2 separate regions of the Sus scrofa genome follow, and region 1 is linked to region 2. A link is a contact called in public HiChIP or PLAC-seq data. All regions are on one chromosome and are shown on one strand. Each heading gives the region's core, a stretch centred on a gene start, on an enhancer-like site or on the middle of the called end of the contact. The rest is flanking DNA. Distances are from core to core; before and after follow the strand shown. Region 1 holds the start of ACPT (testicular acid phosphatase). Region 2 holds the start of FAM71E1 (protein FAM71E1).

Region 1 (2,837 bases), core at 256-2,755, 220 kb after region 2:
GAAGCTGCCTTTTTAGATCTTGAGTTGAAAATCATCTTATTTATTTGGTGAGAAAAAAGGATGAAGCTCAACCAAAGGCTGGGGTGTCACCCAGGGCGCTCCATCTACTGGGGATGGAGATAGGGAATGGGGAGGAGATAGTTTGTGAGGGGGCCAGTAACTGCGGGTCTTGAGGTCTGGACACTTTTATAGGAAGGGGTGTTTACAGTGGGTCTTGAAGGCTGAATAGGAGTTTTCTAAGAAAAGAGAAAGATGTGTTGAGACAAGACATCAGAGGACGACTGCAGACCCCTTGCAGCCTGCAAATGCCATTCACATCTTTGATCTCAGGCTGCCCTTGCCATGGCCTTCTGGGGCCCACTGGAAAAAGATGTTCACTTTTGTCTGACTGAGAAGAAAACCAGGGCTCAGAGAGAAGGACTAAATCTGAACTTCTCTTGCATCCGCCTTTGGAATGTCCTCCAGCCTCTCTAAATGCTCGTGGCAGACTCCTACTTATCCCTCAAAACCCAGCTTGGACTCTGGGCGCCTAGCCACAAACCTGCACGTCGAGCTCCCTACCCCAGCCCTCGCCTTCCACAGAGCCAGGAGTCCAGGCCTCTGCTCTCTGACCCGGAAGCCTGGCCCTCAAGCAGGTAGGATGGAGAAGGATGAGCTGATTCGGTCACATTTATTTGGCTTCCGAGGCCACAGTCATGGTTGGGGCAGAGACAGGGCTCTGGGATGAGGGGGTCCTGTGTCTTCTCATTGCTGAGCCTGAGAGGAAAAGACATACAGAGAAACATGAGCGAGGAAGAGCGGCCAGGATGCTCACGGGAAGGGCATAGGGCCAGAGACCCAGCCTGCTACCGCGGCCCTTTGCCACTCACCTTGTTGAAGAAGTAAATGGAGGCGAGGATGGTAAACACGGCCATGGCCAGAGTCACATTCTGGGGGGAGGGGTCAGAGGTCAGGACCCCTCCCCTTCCCTCCCTCCCTCCTCCCCTCTCCGGGCCCCTCCTCACTTCCTGAAAGTTCATGGCCATGGGTCTCGGCTGCAGGGTGGCTCCCTCTCCCTGTGCTGGGCCTCTGAGCCAGAGAGAGAAAGACCAGTGGGCAGAACCTGCCAGGGGGTCGTCTGGGAGACCAGAATGGCAGCCATGGTGACGGGAGAAGGGCATGCTGGGTAGAGGGGCCTTGAGGCAGCTGCCTGGGGCAAGAGGGGCCTTTGGATGCAGACGGCCACATGGAGGGGACACTTGAGATGGGGGAGTCCAGACCTGCAGCCCTGGGGGGGCTCTGGGAAGCCGTGGGAGGGCTGGGAGCCGGGGAGGCACCAGGCCAGCTCTGAGGGCCGGAATATCGCCGGGAGGGGGAGGCTGGAGGCCAGGAGAGCAGCCGAAGTGGCCAGGAAAAATTTCTTCCTAAGGGGTCTGTCGGATGCAAGAGCCGTGGTGGGACCGAGCCTGCCAGAGCCTGGTCTCCAGTGTGGGGGCAGGGGCAGCCGTCATCATGGCAGAAAGCAGGGCAGAGGCCACAGCTTCCCCATCTCTGGGCCACGGGGACAGGGACACGCCCGTGACTCCCACAGCCCTCTTGCGCCAGGCCCCGGCTTTTGCTCCGCCAGCAATCCTGCGAGTTTTGTAGACAGGTACCTAAGTCTTTTTTTTTTTTTTTGTCTGTCTTGCATTTATTTACTTAGTTATTTATTTACTTATTTCTAGGGCTGCCCCCGCGGCATATGGAGGTTCCCAGGCTAGGGGTCTAATTGGAGCTATAGCCACCGGCCTACACCACAGCCACAGCAACTCAGAACCCTTAACCCATTGAGTGAGGCCAAGGATTGAACCCGCATCCTCATGGATACTAGTCAGGTTCTTTACCTGCTGAGCCACAATGGGAACTCCCCATCTTGCTTTTATTTTATTTTACTTTATTTCTTTTCTTTTGCTTTATTTTTGCTTTTTAGGCTGCACCCATGACATATGGAGATTCCTAGGCTAGGGGTCGAATCATGGCTACAGCTGCCAGCCTACACCACGGCCACAGCAACAAGGGCTCCGAACCACATCTGCGACCTACAACACAGCTGATGGCAATGCCGGATCCTTAACCCACTGAGCAAGGCCAGGGATTGCACCAGTCTCCTCATGGATACTAGTCAGATTTGTTTCCGCTGCGCCACAACGGGAACTCCCCATTTTGCTTTTAGGACTAACTTCTGGGAGTTCCCTTGTGGTGCAGGGGGTTAAGGACCTGGCGTTGTCACTGTGGTGGCTTGGGTCACTGCTGTGCCACAGGTTTGATCCCTGGCCCGGGAACTTCCACTTGCTGGGAGAGTGGCAAAAAACAAAAACAAAAAGCAGTTAACTTCTGGGTTACTGGAATACAGAGGACAGAAGCACGTGCTCAGCCCTCATAATCCAGGATTCCATCTCTGCACAGAATGGCTACAACTTTGCATCTCGAGACAGTACATTCCCAGCCTGTGTTGATCAAGCGATCACCTGCTGTCTTGTCTCAGCTGCTGAGCAGAGAGCAGCCCAGAGGCCCTTGCCAGTGGTGCCAAGTAAGAGACACCTGCTCCGGGGCCAGTGGGGCGATTCGAATCCCAACTCTGGCATCTGTGAGTGGGGTGGTCTCAGGCAAATTTTCTAGTTTGTAAAATTAAAAAAAAATAGAATCCACTAAGATGAGTACGTTTTAGGATTTTATTTTATTTTATTTTAGTAGTTTTTTTTAGGACTGCACCCATGGAGGTTCCCAGCCTAGGGGTCAGATCGGAGCTGTAGCTGCCAGCCTACACCACAGCCACAGCAACACAGGAGCTGAGCCATGTCTGCGACCTACACCACAGC
Region 2 (2,959 bases), core at 214-2,713:
TGGCTCAGGTTTGATCCCTGGCCCAGGAACTTCCACATGCCCTAGGTGCAGCCAAAAAAACACAAAACCCTGAAGGGGTAGTGTGGCATGTGGCACGGGAACTCAAGACTCCACCTCTGACCTACCACAGGGTGCTGAGCAAGTGGCTCCCCTCTCTGGGACTCAGGGTTTCTTTTTGGAGCACTGGGCTGAGGGGCCCCATTATACGAGACTATGAGGTCAGAGGTGGGACTATGCATGTGGTCCAGGGGACACCTGGCATGCAGTAAGTGCTGCATAAGTGGTCATTCTCCTGACCCTGCCAGGGTGTGACTGAGGGCTGTCCCCCTCCTGTCTATCCATCCCTGATTTCCGGCCCCTGTTGGATGGCCCTGTCCTTGTTCTCCAGGTGGACAGTAGCCTGGAGAGGGCTGGCAGCCCTCGTGGGTCGTCTGGGTGGAAGAAGGTGCTGCAGGGGGCCTAGGATGCCCAGAGCTGGGGAAGGAAGAGGTCTAGGCCGGGGTGGGGGCAGTCACCCGAAGAGCTGCAGGCATCCGTTCTCCTTGGCAGGGCCGGCCAGCAGCAACAGGTCTGGAAGTTCCAGGGCTGGACTGGAGGCTGCCACCCCCATGGTGACCTTGTTGGCAACTTCTCCTAACCGGGTCACCTGGGGCCGGGGGTCAGAGGTTAGAAGCTGGATAGATGGGGGGCAGGAATTTGGGTAGGTTTATGGTTCAAGGAACCAAGGAAGTTAACCACCAAATCAAGGGGTCAAAGGTCAAGAGTCATATGGATATGAAGGCCTGGAAACTGGACCCAGGGAATCAGAGGCCAGGTTTGGAGGTACTGGCGTGGCGGGGGTGTGGTGTGTGTGTGTGTGGTGTGTGTGTGTGTGTGTGTCAGTCAGGAATCTCAGGAGATGGGCGTGATGGGGGAGTGATCAGAAGCAGGGAGAACAGAGGTTCCCTAAGGCAGGAGATCGGGGTTCAGGCTTGCGCTAGGAGGGTCCTGGGTCTTCACACCTGCACGAAGTTGCTCTCAAAGATGGGGAAGTCTCGCAGCTGGTCGAACTCGCCGCTCAGGAGATGGCGTTGGAGCCGCCCGGGCCGGCCCGTGGGGCAGGCTGGAAACAGGGGGCGTTCTACAGGGGCAGCGAAGTTCTCAGGTCTATTCCAAGAGCCTGCGCCGGGGCCCTCCAGCTGGTAGGGCCCGGGCCACCCCGCGCTGAGGATAGGGGGTTTCGGGCTAGCGGTCTCCGCATCGCAGTCCCCATCCCTCACCCGGTCCAACCCCTCCAGGCCCGGCTCCGCCTCTCACCTGCCATCCCACCTAGTCCCGCCTCACCGGCTCCACCAGGGGCGGGCTTAGGCTGGTGCACTGGTTTCATCGCAACGCCCCGCCCCTTAGAGGAAACGCAGGGAGGCGCCCTCGGAGAAAATAGGGGGGCGGGGCCGTAGGCTCTGTGACGTCACAACGCAGCGGACGGGGTTTGACTACGTCACGGAGAAGCCGTCCGCGACTGTAGCGTCATCCAGGGGAGGTGCCCAGAGACCCGGATGGAGCGGAGGCCGCTCCGCTGACGTTCTGCCCGGTAACGGCGGGCGCTAGTGCGCCGACGCAAGGCGCAGGCGCACGGGCGACGAGGTGCGGCCCGTTTTTCCCGGCGTGCTCCGCGGCTCCCGGCTCACTCCTGCCCGGTGCCTGGTGGGAAAGGGCCGAAATGGCCGGGGCCCGCGCTGGGGCTACTCGGCTGCTGCTGCTCTTGGTGATGGCTGCAGCAGCCCCCAGCCGGGCGAGGGGTAGTGGTTGCAGGTCCGGGGCCTCTGTGCGGGGGGTGAGTGCTTATTCGCTCTGCACGGAGCACGGAGCCTGACGGAAATTGTGTGTCTCGGGCTTTTAGGTCGGTTATGGTGGGAGCGAGGCTGCGCTGGGCTGAGGGAAGACAAGGTTGCAAACCCGGGAAAGCGGTCCCGAGGTGCATGCCCGAGGCCGCAGGACTGGGAGAAAGTGAGAGGATAATTAGGAAGATACTAGTTAGTGAATATGCATGAGGGGGCGGGGCTCGGTTGGGGTTGTTTTTTTTGGGGGGGTGCGGACGGGTGTTCGGTGCGGTGAATACGAGACTATTCCGAAAGAGAAGGTTGGGGCAAGATCTTTAACATTTGAACGGAATTTTCTTGTGGCCCAGCAGGTTAAGGATCTGCCGTTGTCGCTGCAACGGCCTGGGTCGCTGCTCTGGCACGGGTTCGATCCCTAGCCCGAGAACTTCCTCATGCCGCGTGCGCTGCCAAAAAGAAAAAAAAAACCTAAACATTTCGAAGGCTAGGAATCTGCAGTCGTGAATCTGCTCGAGAAGTTCTGACGTGGGTGGAATCTTGGCGAATCAGAACTCGGGCGGCTAAAATGAAAAAGGCGAAGGGAGAGGAGTTCTGGATCATGAATATTCATGAGGAGGGCGCAGCATTTAGCTTGGGGATTAAATCTGGATCAAGGTTGCCGGCGGGCTTGTGGCAGTAGAGTGGAGGACACAGACGTCTGAGAAATTTGGAGAGTTGGAGAAAAGGAAGGGAACTTGCGTGTGCTTGTTAGGGTGGAACTCGGGGCGGGGGCCTCATGGCTGTTGGGGCTGTTAAAGTGAAAACGAGGCCGCTTGGATATTAGCTTGGGAAGGAAGCCCAGGGTGCCCATGAATATTTATGACCCTAGGCATGAAAGTGACCTTGGAAAGGAAGTTCTGCTGGTTTGCGGGGTCTGGTTTTCATGAAATGGGCAGTTCCTAGTGGAATCGGGGGCAAGTGTCACTGTTTGGATACGGGTATGAAAATAAGGCTCTTCCTGCACCCTGCTGCTCTGTCTTCGGATCTCTGGGTCCTGTGGAACTGCAGGCTCTGACGATCCTTGGCCTCAGCCCTCTCTGTCCCCTGCAGGCTGGGGCTGAAAGTCGAGAGGGCGAGGGCTGCGGCACCGTGGGGCTGCTGCT

Evidence for each region. HiChIP or PLAC-seq counts read pairs in DNA pulled down with a chosen protein or histone mark.
Region 1: an H3K27ac HiChIP or PLAC-seq map of alveolar macrophages shows a contact between it and region 2. The contact joins the promoter of ACPT here to the promoter of FAM71E1 in region 2. A contact is called at or near these places in 10 of 47 Hi-C or Micro-C datasets (embryonic fibroblasts, epiblast stem cells, fetal liver and 5 more) and 1 of 2 datasets of contacts at active chromatin or transcription factors (alveolar macrophages).

Annotation. Positions count from the first base shown.
Region 1 is chr6:55,533,901-55,536,737 of Sscrofa11.1, forward strand. It overlaps ACPT (testicular acid phosphatase), which reads left to right and starts at 1,506. Exons shown (of 13, transcript XM_013998709.2): 1 at 1,506-1,630.
Region 2 is chr6:55,314,806-55,317,764 of Sscrofa11.1, forward strand. FAM71E1 (protein FAM71E1) reads right to left here and starts at 1,464. Exons shown (of 5, transcript XM_005664786.3): 1 at 1,297-1,464; 2 at 1,002-1,120; 3 at 516-646. The coding sequence starts at 1,366. EMC10 (ER membrane protein complex subunit 10) reads left to right here and starts at 1,579. Exons shown (of 7, transcript XM_003127366.5): 1 at 1,579-1,813; 2 at 2,907-2,959. The coding sequence starts at 1,700.